Linked DNA regions of Rattus norvegicus: region 2 is linked to region 1. The links are chromatin contacts, called in public Hi-C maps. All regions are on one chromosome and are shown on one strand. Each heading gives the region's core, a stretch centred on a gene start, on an enhancer-like site or on the middle of the called end of the contact. The rest is flanking DNA. Distances are from core to core; before and after follow the strand shown. Region 1 overlaps LOC120098550 (a long non-coding RNA gene). Region 2 holds the start of Slc38a7 (solute carrier family 38, member 7).

The links. Hi-C and Micro-C count contacts between places; a contact is called where the count stands out from the background.
Region 2: a Hi-C map of the A7r5 cell line shows a contact between it and region 1, with 4 times the contacts expected there. The contact joins the promoter of Slc38a7 here to the enhancer-like site in region 1. A contact is called at or near these places in 5 of 12 Hi-C or Micro-C datasets (the A7r5 cell line, frontal cortex, hepatocytes and 2 more).

Annotation. Positions count from the first base shown.
Region 1 is chr19:9,150,481-9,157,015 of GRCr8, forward strand. LOC120098550 (a long non-coding RNA gene) reads right to left here. Exons shown (of 2, transcript XR_005496863.2): 2 at 6,011-6,281. It also overlaps the pseudogene Macroh2a2-ps1. Among named protein-coding and RNA genes, the nearest start is that of Got2, 27 kb to the right of the region's middle. Within about 2 kb of position 2,896, at least 2 of the 93 cell types and tissues checked have an H3K27ac peak or open chromatin away from gene starts, as enhancers often do. A contact at or near this core is called in the A7r5 cell line and liver, where this site is marked.
Region 2 is chr19:9,210,979-9,218,145 of GRCr8, forward strand. Slc38a7 (solute carrier family 38, member 7) reads left to right here and starts at 4,400. Exons shown (of 11, transcript NM_001003705.2): 1 at 4,400-4,413.

The DNA.
Region 1 (6,535 bases), core at 1,646-4,145:
CCCAAGTGCGCACAGTCCTCAGCCCTTTCTACATATCCACATTCTCTCCTGACCACCCACGGGGTATCATGTAGCCCAGGCTGGCCTTAAACTCGCAATGTACCCGAAGATAGTCCTGAACCACTCACCTGCTGCTGCTACCTCCCAGGTGCTAGGATCACAAGCACCTGTCACCATCTTGGCCTGTCCCAGTATGTCTACAAGACCGGAAAAACAAGAACGTTCAGTTCTCTGAAAAGAGCTTGAAGTCGGATATGATTTCTGTTAGACTGAAATGCTGGTCACTCTAAGTAGCCAGATCTCACAGCCAGAGGTCACCTAGCCATGATCCCCTGAGACTCACTCTTTCTCTCCTCTTTCTCTTCCTTTTCCTCTTCCTCCCTCTCCACGCCCCTCTCTCTCTTTTTTTTTTCTTTTCTCCCTCTCTTCCTCCCTTTTTCTCTCTCTATAAAGAGTTAAGAAGCCATACATGGTATGGTTTTACAGCATTTATGGTCTTTCTCCTTACCTGGATCTTCCTATCTCTCCTCACATCAGGTGATACAAACTGAATCACATGGTAGGGTCTTCTCATCACCCCGTAGACGGATTTAAAAGTCCGATATCTTCCTTCATTTGGGAGTTTTCTCTGCATGCTCCTCCTCTGGGGTTCTCACCATCATCCTGTTGGTGGCAGCATGTTCTCTCCGTGTCTCTCTCTGTCTCTGTCTCTCTGTGTGATTGTGTCTCTCTCTGTGTCTGTCTCTGTCTCTCTGTGTGTGATTGTGTCTTTATCTGTGTCTGTCTCTCTGCCTGACTCTTCTCTCTCTCTCTCTCTCTATCTCTCTCTCTCTCTCTCCCCTCTCTCCTCTCTCTCTCTCTCTCTCTCTCTCTCTCTCCCCTCTCTCCTCTCTCTCTCTCTCTCTCTCTCTCTCTCTCTCCCCCCTCCCTCTCTCACCTCCTCCCTCTCTCCCTCTCCAAGGTTTAAAGGAAGAACCTCTCGATCCCTTAGAGCCCACCACGCACCTCTGGTATGATGCCTGGTCCCCTATGTAAGCTCTGACCTCAAAGTTCAATCATGATCCCCACGGTCATGACATCTTCTCTCCGGATAAAGCTCATTCCAGAAGGGCTGTTCTGTGTCAGCCCCTCTCTCCTGATCCAACCACACTACTCTCTTACCTTCTAAGAGTCTCTCCCTCCTACAAAATAGGATGATGTGTTACAAATCAGACGAGAGCGGGAGGCTAGTTTCAGAAAACATCACCCTCTGAATACGTATGGTGGGAGAGAGAGCCTTGTGACCAGAGAAGGATGGCAAGCACGCCTAGCTGTAAAATCGTCTTAAGAACATTAGGAGAGATAAAATCATCACACAGGAGGAGCTTAATGAGGGGAAAGAGCTTCAAGCGGGAAAATAGGAGAGAGGTCACTATGCACAGTGTGGTGGGGATCCTGGAGAAAAGGCCTTCACATCCCCTGAATAAAGGGGCTCTTCTGCTTTTATGGTTTTAGAGAGTTACCGATAAGTCCTACACCACGTGGCTTAGTCTGGCTTACCCTATGTAACAAGGAGTCATGTTCTGGGTAGGTCGTAAATGAACCTTGGAGCTTGAAGCAGGAGTCACCACTAGCAGCTTCTTAAACTCGGATGGGGGTGGGGGGAGGACACAACACTGATTTCTGACAATGAGAAGAGCAACCCGACAGTCTTTGCTCTACCACAAGTTCGTTAAACAAAGACTCTTGCCAAATGCCAAAGAGTCGTTTCCACCACAGAAAAGTCTATTTAAAATGAAATGGACGGTGGAGTGAAACCCTAGGTGATACGCCTTACAGATGTGAAAACTGCCCCAAGACAGTCAGCGCGACAAGAGCCCCATTTTTTCCTGAACGCCCCCTCTCTCTCAGCCCCGCCCCTTTTCCTCTGTGCCAACGAGTTCATCACGTAAGTATTGTGCAGTTGCTATTAAAGGAACAACATCTCCACACCCACCCCACAACAACTAAGACCCCAACTAAGCCAATAGCTCCTTAAGTTCTAAGGAGACTGCTGAAGAAAAGCAGCCACCCCCACCTCACCCCAGACGCTGGGATACAAAGAAACCACAGACCCTGCATCTCAAAACAGCTTATCTAAGGAAAACAGCCAACTTCCCCATTCCAACCCTAAGACAGTTCCTATCCTCTATCCTCAGCTACAAAAACGCTTGAAGCTTGTAACCCGAGCTCCAACTCTGGCCTTCCTGTTGCCCCCTGATGGCCCTGCACTGCAGGCTGACCTTGACACACCACACCTCAGGTTAGATAAAGCCCGCTCTAGCTGTCAACCAGAGTAAACTCGTTCTTTATTTCTTCCTACAAACTTAATCCTTACAGAGTTCCCACCAATGGGATGAGACACGGTCACCACCTACCCCAGCGATAAATGACAAGGGACGTTTTGACTGAGTGTGTGTTCACTAGGCCAGTTTAGGTTCTGTGCACCCTTTTTGAAAAAAGAAAAAGAAAGAAGAAAAAAATTGCCTTGTCAAACCTCTGTTGGGTTTTGCTCTGAGGTTCCTCTGGGCAACGCTGAGATCTTTCTTTTCCCAACACGGGTGCTTCCTAACGAGCAAGGTAAGTGTCACACACCACAGACATTCCTTAAGTCCTACTCAGTAAAATGAAACGTGTGTTCTTAGTTTCCAGACGCTCAGACCCAGAGCTGGAGAGACGGCTCTGTGGTTAAAAGCACTGGCTGCTCTCACAGGCGCCCTAAGTTTGGCTCCCAGAACTCAAAACAGTTCACGACCAGCACGAAAGGATCTGATTCTGATTCTGAGTTCTGCAGGCATGGTGTACAAACATCCATTCAGGCAGGCAAAACCCTCATGCACAGAAAATGAAATAAGGGCAAAGGAAACTCTGACCTAGATCTCAGATTTGTTTGTCTTTTATAAGCATGACCATTGTACCAGCAAACCAGCGTGCGCTTACACTGAGTTAATAAAAGAGTAAAGTTCTTTTAAAGTGGACCGTGTGTTCTTAGTTTGAAGGAGCGATGAGGAAAAATGAAACTTACCGGGCTCAGAGAGCCCCTCTTCCCCCATGGGTGTCAGGAGCAGATATTCTAAAACTGACCGTTCTGCTCCAGGCGAGATCTCCAGGCCTACGGAGCTGCCTGGAGTTGTGAGGGAAGCCCCAGGGTTGCAGTTCTCAATGAGTAGCAACTCGTCTGCGTCAGCTCTGCAGCCCTCAGTCATGCCTGCTCCTGTAAACAGCCTCTCACCCACGTTCCTATTGGTAACCCCAAGAAAAACTCACTGAGTCACCAGGTTTGGACCCTTCTGGAAAGAATGGGGAGAGGGATGCCTGTCTCCAGGAAAAATCTCTCACACAACAAACTCTGACGGAGAACTCCTTCTTGACTTAGTGCTTCTGGCCATAGGGCCATTATAATTAGCAAATCAATATGTGCTTAGATTTCACTAGTGATCAAGCAGGGCCTCGCGAGTAGATGGAACTACAGACGCACACCACACTTGACTTATAGTGACTTTTTTGGGACAGGGTCTTACTATGTAGTGATAGCTGGCTCAGTGTTTTGTAGATGAGGTTAGCCTCAGACCCATAAAGATCCGTCTGCTTCTACATCTTCAGTGTCAGGATTGAAGGCACGCATCACCGTGCCCAGCTTTATTACGATATTTTTTTTTCTTTTCTTTTTTTCGGAGCTGGGGACCGAACCCAGGGCCTTGCGCTTGCTAGGCAAGCGCTCTACCACTGAGCTAAATCCCCAACCCCTTTATTACGATATTTAAGACGGGTTTTGCCAATGAAAGAGAAAAGGTTAGATGATCAGGGGTCCTGGCCAAACATACTCAGGGTTCTCAGATATTCCTTATGCTGTAAGTTTAAGAGATGAGTTCCAAACAACACAGTACCTGGTCCCCGGCACACAGAATATTCCTCTCTGGCTTAGTCATCTAATGTAAGCCAATGAGTGGAAGATTCACGGAAACAGATTAATCTGACCATAAGGAAGAGCGCCGTCAAACCTAGTTTTGTTTCATGATGCAATCTCTGCTGAGGATATAGTTAAGATTTAAAAAAAAAAAAAAGTTTTTTGAGACAGGATCTCTCTATATAACCTTGGCTGTCCTGGAACTCACTCTGTTGATCGGGCTGACCTCAAGCTCACAGAGATCCACCTGCCTCGGCCTCCTGAGTGCTGGGATTAAAGGAGTGGCCCATCCCCACCCAGCGATATGGCTGAGATTTTAATGGCCCAATGAGAAGCATAAGAGGGGGCTGGAGAGATGGCTTAGTGGTTAAGAGCACTGACTGCTCTTCCAGAGGTTCTGAGTTCAAATCCCAGCAACCACATGGTGGCTCACAGCCATCTGTAATGAGAAATAAGATCGATGCCCTCTTCTGGTGTGTCTGAAGACAGCTACAGTGTACTTATATATAAGAAATAAATCTTTAAAAAAAACGTTGTAAAGTCTATTAAAAAAAAAGAGAAGCATAAGAGGGAAAATATTTGCATAGATATGAAGCACTCTAGCAGATTCCCAATGTACAGTGAAGTTGTTGGCCCGGGCTCTGTCTCTACCTCCACAGGCCTTCATGGAGAAAACAGATCAGAAATACAGGAATTGTGGAATATAGTATAAAATGCGCTTGCATTTAAAAAATATACTGATCCGTGTTGTTGCTGTGACAGAGTACCTGAGGAAACGACTTACAGCGGCAGCATTTATGTGGGCTCACGGTTTATGGGTTCCAGGGCATGGTCACTTGACTCCCTTGTAGCAGCGAGGACAAAAGGGTAGCTTCGTGCTGCTGTACGTGGTGGCCTTAGAAACTCACTTAGTGTTCCAGAGACCTCAGCTCAGATAAATCTGCATCTTTGGCCGAATTACAGAAAAGGACTTTAGGATAAGCCAGGGCAAAGCGCAGCTGGAGTTTATTAAAAGTAAAAAGAAAGGTATTCAGGGGAAACTAGGGATCTTAATAGGTAACGTACCTGCTGCACAAACATGAGATCCCCAACACACATGTGGAAGCCAGGCACAGTGGCTCACCTATAACCTAGTGCTGGAAGGGCAGAGACAGACAGATCCTCTGAGCATGCTTGCCAGTCAGTCTGGCTTCAGATTCAGTGAGAAACCCTGTCTCAAAAGTTCAGATGGAGATCAATAGAAAAGGCTAAGCAACATTTCCTCTGGCCTCCCATACATGTGCACAAATACACATACACCAAATAGGAGATGGGTGGGGAGGAGGGACAAAGGAGGAGGAGGAGCAGAAAAGAGCAGGGGGAGAACGGAGGAGAAAGGAGAAGGGAGGGGAAAGAAAGGAGGGGAAGAGGGGGAAGGGAGAAAGGAGGAGAAGGGAAGGGGAGGAGAAGAGGGGGGTGGAAGAAGAGGAAGAAAAGGGATGGGGGAGAAGGAGAAGGGAGGGGCAGGAAGAAGGGAGGGGGAAGGGGAAGAAAGGATAGGGAGGAGGAAAAGGAAAAAGGGATAGGAAGGAGGAGAAGGAAAGGGAGGAGAAGGAGAAGGGACAGGGAGAAAAGGAAGGTACACAAATTTCCACATATCTTGATTTTGGTGTCTTCTGCAATTACATCTGTGGGTAAACATTTGTTTGGGGGTTTTTTGTTTGTTTTTCCTTTGTTTTTTTTTTCTTTTGTTTTATTTTGACTTTCAAGACAAGGTTTCTCCATATAGCCCTGGCTGTCTTACAACTCAAAGAGATCCACCTGCCTCTGCCTCCAGAGTTTTTAAATAAAAGGCGTGGGCCACCGTCACCTGGCCTGTCTGTGGGGTTGAAAGAAGAAGAAGCCTCAAAGAGATTGAAACAGAGGACACCAAGGTCCCTGGGTGTGATGGAGACTTCCCAGCCACAGGGGGGCCTAACTTGGGAGTCGGGGTTCCAGAAGTTCACAGCTCAAAAAAAACAAAAAAACAAAACAAAACAAAAAAAAAACTGTCAGGGGCTTTGGGCTCTTTATGTTGTGAACAAATTTCACTGGCCACAGGGAGAATGAGTTTGCAGAAGGAGTTTATTATAGGCTCACAGACATGAGCTCCAGAGAAAGTGCATAGAGCTGCCCCGTACAGCAGAAGCAGGCCTCAGAGAGGGGGCATCATCAAACTGCTGCTCCGGGAGCTTTTATAGGTCTTAAAGCTGGAACTGGGTTGAGGTGTGGGAGCCAAGCTGGTCAGTCTGGTTCACCCACAGATGTCCCCAGGCCTCTCCAGCCCGGGGGTGTGGATGGCAGTTTCGTTGCTTCCTCATGAATAGCTTCCAGTCAGCTGAGAAAGCAGCAGAAAGAAAAGATAACAAGAAAGTGGACCAGAATAGGAGCCCCGAATACTTTTGAATTTTCTGGCCTCTGACCCGCTCCTGGCAAAGGATAAGAAGCTGAGGTCACTGACTTCAAACTGCCTGATCTGTCAAACGCTTGTTCTCATCTGCGAAAGGAGGAAGGCCACAATGGAAGACCTCAGGCATGGTTTATTGCTATTTTGATATTAAATATTTACATATAAAATAAATACTGTTTCTA
Region 2 (7,167 bases), core at 3,150-5,649, 62 kb after region 1:
TAGCCACACCTGTAGGATCTCAGAAGAGTTTCCTGCAAGGCAGCATGCAGTCTCCATATTGTCCTAAAACCCAGAGAGGCCAACAGAGACCGAGAAACAAAACATCCAACCGAGAAAGACAAGGCCAGAATTTCAATCTTCCCAAGCAAGGATGTCTAGACGCTAGCATAAAAATACAATAACAGCCAGGATAAATTCTCTCTACTAGAGCTGGGACCCTTCCACAGCAGGCCCTGAGAACCACGACAGAGCACAAGCCAAACAAAAGCCGGGCTGGGGGCTGGAGAGATGGCTCAGTGGTTAAGAGCACTGACTGCTCTTCCAGAGGTCTCGAGTTCAAATCCCAATAACCACATGGTGGCTCACAGCCATCTGTAATGAGACCTGATGCCCTCTTCTAGTGTGTCTGAAGACAGCTACAGTGTACTTATATATAATGAATAAATAAATCTTTTTTTTAAGTCTGTGATAACAAAACCAAACAGGGTAGAAAATGGGGTGGGGGTAAAAAAACAATTCAAAACCTGAAAGCTGAAATAGAAGCAAAAAAGGAAATCCAAACTGAGGGAAATCCAGAAATGAAAAAGTTAGGAGCATGAACGGGATCCTCAGAGACAAGTCTCACCAACAAGGGAATACAAGAGATGAAAGAGAGAATCTCGGGCATTGAAGACAGGCTAGAACAAACGGATTACTTCTGCAAAAGAACATGTTAAAAAAAAAACTGACACAAAAGCATCAGCAGACCTGGGACACTATGAAGAGATGAGATGCATGAATAATATGAATGCAGGAAGAAATGGAACCCAGATGTGGGGAGCTGTAACAGGGGGGATAGAGTGGGAAAGAGAGGAAGGAGGGGATGAGGGAGGGGATAAGGGAGGGGATGTGGGAGCACAGCTAAAATTAAGGGCCATGTGAAACTTAGAACAGTAGAAGCTTCCTAAAATACATTCATATATGAAGGTGCTCTAAATGAAGTCACCAAAGCCTGGGGAGACAGAGACCCCAACTGGCCATTTCTTGTCACCAAATGAAGTTTCCAGAACTGGAATTGTTGGCCAAATGGGTCCAGTAGGAACCCCCCTCCCCAAACAACCAGGCTGCTGCCAAGACCACAGGTTGTTCTCCACACACTCAGCAAGGTCCCATTGCCGAAGACAACACCCACGCAAATCTCGAACCTGGAGAAGTCGAGCTGGTGCCTACATGGAGCCCTCGCCCTTCCTGCCCTTGGTACAGGAAATTACTCCGTGCTACCAGAGAAGAAATGTAAACACCGACCCACCCCTGAATCTCTTGATCTACAATGGCGTCCTGCCTACCAGATCTGCTAGGGCGGTGGTGGCACAAAGCTTGTGGGATTAGCCAGCCAATGTCTTACTTGACTGAAGGCCCACTTGATGAGATGAAGCCCATATCTGACACAGCTTGGGTGACCAAGAACCTGAGACCAGATAATCTAGGGACCTAGGGTAAAACCAAATACTACTGTTCTAAAAAAAGGGGGTGGGGCAGTAATATTGACATTCTCTGTACTCGTAGGTCAGTGCCTTGCTCAGCCATCATCACAGAAGCTCCCTCCTACAGCAAACAGGAACAGATACAGAGACCCAACACCAGATATCATGCAGAGTGGGAGACCCTGTGTGGGATGTCTCCATCAAATGCCTCCCCTTGAGTCTTAGGGAACCCCAAGGAAGAGCTGGAAAGAGTGTAACAGGTTGGAGGACACCAAGAAAACAAGGCCCTTTAAATCAATCTGATCAAAGCTCGTATGAATTCACAAAGACTGGTGCGTGTGCAGGGCCTGCACCAGGTCTTTTGCACACAGACATATTATAGCTTCTGGTTTAATGTTTTTATGGGATTCCTGAGTGTGTGAACGAGTGGGTCTCTGATTCTTGTGCCTTTTCTTTTCTTTTTTTTTTTAAAGATTTATTTATTTTGTGTATATGAGAACACTGTCTTCAGACACACCAGAAGAGGGCGTCAGATCCCATTACAGATGGTTGTGAGCCACCATGTGGTTGCTGGGATTTGAACTCAGGACCTCTGGAAGAGCGGACAGTGTTCTTAACCACTGAGCCATCTCTCCAGCCCCTCTTGTGCCCTTTCCTGGATTCTTTCCTGTTTGTTTTTGTTTGTTTTGACCAATTCATATGTAGTTTTTGTTTTTATCTAATTTTGTTTTATTTTCTTATTTTTAAAAAGGATAGAGACCTATGGTGATGGAAATGCTTGGTCTCTTTTATGTGATATGGATATGCAGCCTTACTCCTGTGATCAACATTTCTGTTTGTTTTTATTCATGTATGAGGGGGAGAGAGAGAGAGAGAGAGAGAGAGAGAGAGAGAGAGAGAGAGAGAAAGACAGAGACAGAGACAGAGACAGAGAGACAGAGAGACCTTGGAGCCCAGAAGAGGGTGTTAGATCCCCTGGAGCTAGAGATGCAGGTGTTGTGAGCACTGGGAACTGAACTCAGGTCCAATCTCATGTGAGGTAAAATCTTATAGAACAAATACAACCAAGCAAAGTGGGAGATTTAAAGAATATTAGCAGGGGGCTGGAGAGATGGCTCAGCAGTTAGGAGCACTGACTGCTCTTCCAAATTTTCTGAGTTCAATTCCTAGCAACCACATGGTGGCTCACAATCATCTGTAATGGGATCTGACGCCCTCTTCTGGTGTGTCTGAAGACAGCTACAGTGTACTCATATACATGAATAAATAAATCTTTTTTATTTTTTTTTTAAAGAAGAATGTTGGAGGGGTTGGGGATTTAGCTCAGTGGTAGAGCACTTGCCTAGCAAGCGCAAGGCCCTGGGTTCGGTCTCCAGCTCTGAAAAAAAAAAAGAAGAAGAAGAATGTTGGGCTGGAGAGAGAGTGTACTCACATACATGAAATAAATAAATAAATCTCTAAAAAAAAGTGAGTATCAGCAGAGGCTCAGGGGTTAAGAGCACTGGTTGGTCTTCCACAGGGGCCAGATTCAATTCCCAGCACCAACACAGCAGTTGACAACTGTCTGTAACTCCAGTTTCAGGGGATATGATGCATCAGCGGGGCATCTGATGCATCACAGACAGACAGACGGACCGACGGACGGACTGACGGACAAACGCACGCACAGACATACACACCCATATACATTAAAATAAGTAAATTTAAAAATAATAATGAAGGTTATCAACAGATTGTGTCAACGTCAACCTTCTGGCTGTACGACGCTGTACAAAAGCTCTGTGGCTATGCCCGCTGAAGCAAACCGGCACACAGATCTCTCCATATCATTTCTTACGTCTGCACTTGGCTGTGCTGATCTCAGCAACATCACCTCCCTTTTCATCTTGAGCCAGGATTGGGGGGGGGGGGCGGGGGAGGGCGGTGTTGCACTGTTCCCTGAGACAGGATTTTATTGTGGCACCCAGGAACCCAGGCTAGCTTCAAACTCACAACTCTCCTGCCTCCGCCTCTCGAATGCCGGGTTTACAGGCATGCGTCACGTACCCAAATTAGCATTTTCCGTATTTTTAAAATGAGACTTAGGCCCATTGAGAGGCTCAACGAGTAAAAGCACTTGTTACCAACCCTGAAGACCTGAATGCTATACCCAGGACCCACAGGATGTAAAGAGAGAAACAACTCGTGAGAGCTGCCCTGTTGGCTCCACATGAATGCTGTGACGACACAGACACACCAAAATACAATGAAACATTAATTAAACATTAATTAAACCAGCTGCGACTGTAACCGAAAGGTATAGCCCTTGCCTAGAGCCCAGATTCAAGCTCTAGACCCACAGAGAAAGAAGCAGAAAAGGATTTCCTTTGTAAGTGGCATACAGCCAAGTACAGAAGTCAAAGCTCTAGGCATTCACACCTCCATTCAGTAAGAAAGCTCTAGGCATTCACACCTTCATTCAGTAGGTCGAGAGCCTGAACCGCCTCAAACCCTTCTGAAATCTAGCCTTAAGGTTGTAGCCAGGGATTAACGCATGCTTACACTGGCTCTGGCTCTTGTTCAATGGTCCCTCACACTCCTCAGTCAAAGAAACTCTGGAGTCACTTGCTGCGGCAATGACTGCAGGAACAAACATAATGAGGCCAAATAGCTTTGGCCCATGGCTCCCGAGTACTAAGATGCCAAACCTCTTAACGCTCTTTCCAGGAGGAAGGAACAATGTTTAGTTTGGCCAAGGGACCGATTCTAAAAATAACCGGATAAATGGGTTGGCAGAGAACCAAGCTGGCTCAGAACTGGTGCTGGGTTGAGAAGCTGGTATGGTCCGAGAGAGTGACACTGGCTTAAAAAAACTACAATTCCCAGAGTGTCCTGCGGTCCGTGCTAGCTGGACGTCATGTGATTCAAACTCACGTGTTTCTAGAGTCGGCTCTGGAGCGACGCCTACAAGGTTTGTGAAAGGAGGTATGGGAGGTGTAAGGTGGGGTTGTAGGGTTCCTGGGTCCTCGGAGTCCCCTCTCACTGCTGAGACTAGATTCCTGCAAGGCTCCGCCAGCGACTTTCCCTGTTGCTCTCTGGTGCACGGTCCCGCCACGCCTTAGCCTTGGGCGGCTCTCCATTCAGTCCTAGGCCAGGATCGAGTCAGGTCCGGAGTTACACACGCAACCCACCGATTTTACGCCAGGCTTGGGACTCACCCCAACCCATCCTGGCTAGGTACTCGCTGTCCCACCTCCTAATGCAATCCAAATCTCGTGTTTCAGTGCTGGTCCCAGGCTGGACTGGGAAGCCTGTGAAGTCTGTTCCATCTCCGACCATTGTGCTTACAGCTCTGTCCCCGCCAACTGCTCACTGTGACCTTAATGTAATCCCTTTCCTTCATGGGCCTTTTACCTATCTGACTTGGCACTCTACTCCTTATCATTGGTTATTCAGAACTATTCAGTGTAAATCTCCCCCACCTCGGTAGCCAGCCGCAAAAGGCCAAACTCTTCCCTCTACTAACTGCAGATTTTAGGTAAAGCCTTGAGAAGAACTTGAGACCAAAAAGGGAGGTGAGGAGACTCTGAGCCCATACCTTTGGGCAGAGGAAACAGCCCTCTTCTAGATTAGCAGGTAAGTTGGGAGCAGTGGGACTGAATAATTGGGATAGGGGAAAAACTCTTAGACCAGTAAGAGTGGTCCAGGGGGTGGGCTTACTCGACCTGAGTTTTTGTGTGATTGCAAGAGAGGCTGGGCAGATGGCCCAGGGCTGGGTAAGGGTGCCAAAGAGAAACCTGCTTCCTAGACAGACTTAGGGTCACATGACTTTGAGGTCTGTTTCTGTGGTGTGAGCAATGTGGACTGTATGGCCTTAGACCTCTCTGGAGCTATGCCTGGACTAGGGGAGTCCTCAGACTGCCTCCGCTACTCACCACTGAGATTTTGCTGAGTTGCTGACTGGGAAGGGAGATTGCCCCATAAGAGGAAGAAGTCTGTGGCTAGACTGGTGTTTCTGATTCTGGTCCCAGCAGAGGACCACAGCCCTGGGACGGTGTCCCTTAGTTACTGGATGGCAGCTGTTCCAGAGCGCCTGCACCTTTTGATTCCTTCCTGGGTAGATGTCCCCAGCTTTGTCCCTCATCAGAAGGCACACCTGGGAAGCATCCCTGGGGGCCTCGATGACCTTTCTAGACCTCCTCCTTTGCAATGGGCTGACCTTATCAAGAGGGATGGACAGTAGCTGTGGCCTTTGTGGGGAGAAAAATGGGATTTAAACAAAAAAAAGGGGGGGGGGTTGGGGATTTAGCTCAGTGGTAGAGCGCTTGCCTAGGAAGCGCAAGGCCCGGGGTTCGGTCCCCAGCTCCGAAAAAAAGAACCAAAAAAAAAAAAAAGATTTATTTATTTTATGTATGTGAGTACACTGTTGCTGTCTTCAGACACACCAAAGGAGGCCATCGGGTCCCATTACAGATGGTTGTGGTTGCTGGGACTTGAACTCTGGACCTGTGGAAGAGCAGACAGTGCTTTTAACCACTGAGCCATCTCTCCAACCTGGGAAATTATTTTTTAATTAATTAATTAATTAATTAATTTATGCGTACACTATTGCCATCTTCAGACACACCAGAAGAGGGCACCAGATCCCCATTACAGATGGTTGTGAGCCACCATGTGGTTGCTGGGGTTTGAACTCAGGACCTCCGTTAGAGCAGTCAGTGCTCTTAACCACTGAGCCATCTCTCCAGGGCCTCCCCCACCCCACCCCACCCTTTTTTTTTTAACTACAGAGAATGAGGATGTGAATGAATGAACTTCCCATAGTTCCTACCTGGAGAGGTCAGAGAACAACCTGACCATTCTTTCTCTCCACTGTATGGGTCCCAGGGATCGAACTCAAGTCATCAATCTTGATTGCAAGCACTTTTACCCATTCAGCCATCTTACCAGCCCCAAAGTGGAGCTTGTTAGGGATCATCTCCCAAGCCTCATTTGTGGTAAACACGGACTGTACCGTGTGCCCACCCTGGTAATGCTTATTAATATAACATACTCTTCGTGAGAATTTATAACATGAAAAGGCTTAGACGGGGACTAAAGTGACTTACCCAGGGTCATGCAGGTAGGAAGAGGACAGGTTAGGCTAGCTTTTGTCCTCTGAGTCTCAGAGCACAGCCCCTCCCAACTCAGGGGTGTGTGTGTGTGTGTGTGTGTGTGTGTGTGTGTGTTTGTGTGTGTGTGTATGTATGTATGTATGTGTATGCGCATGTGCACACGCATGGCACATGTGTGTTAGTTGTTTTTTGAGACAGGATTATACTGTATTGCCCAGGACTAACTATTTGGTTCAAGCTGACCTTGAGCTCACTACAGTCCTCCTGCCTCAGCCTCTGAAGTACTGAGATTACAGGCATGAGCCTCCTTAGATCGTGTGGGCTTAGGTGTGGCTCTTTAAGAAACATTATTTCTCTTAGAGGTTCTGCATTGCAGTGAGAACGCTAAGGGTCGTTTTTCAGAGCTGGGCTCTTCAAAACAATTCAGGACTTAAAAAAAAGTGAACCTCCTGGCTGAAAGGCCAAAGGGAAGCCTGAAGTTAGGTTGTGTGTTCCCCAAGAGTGAGAACAGTCAGGTGAGAAGCCTGCTCTCCCAGTACAGAGGCCTGGGAAGGAGGCAGAGGCAAACAGGTGAATGCTCTGGGCCGTATAAGAATGTTCTAAGAATTTTG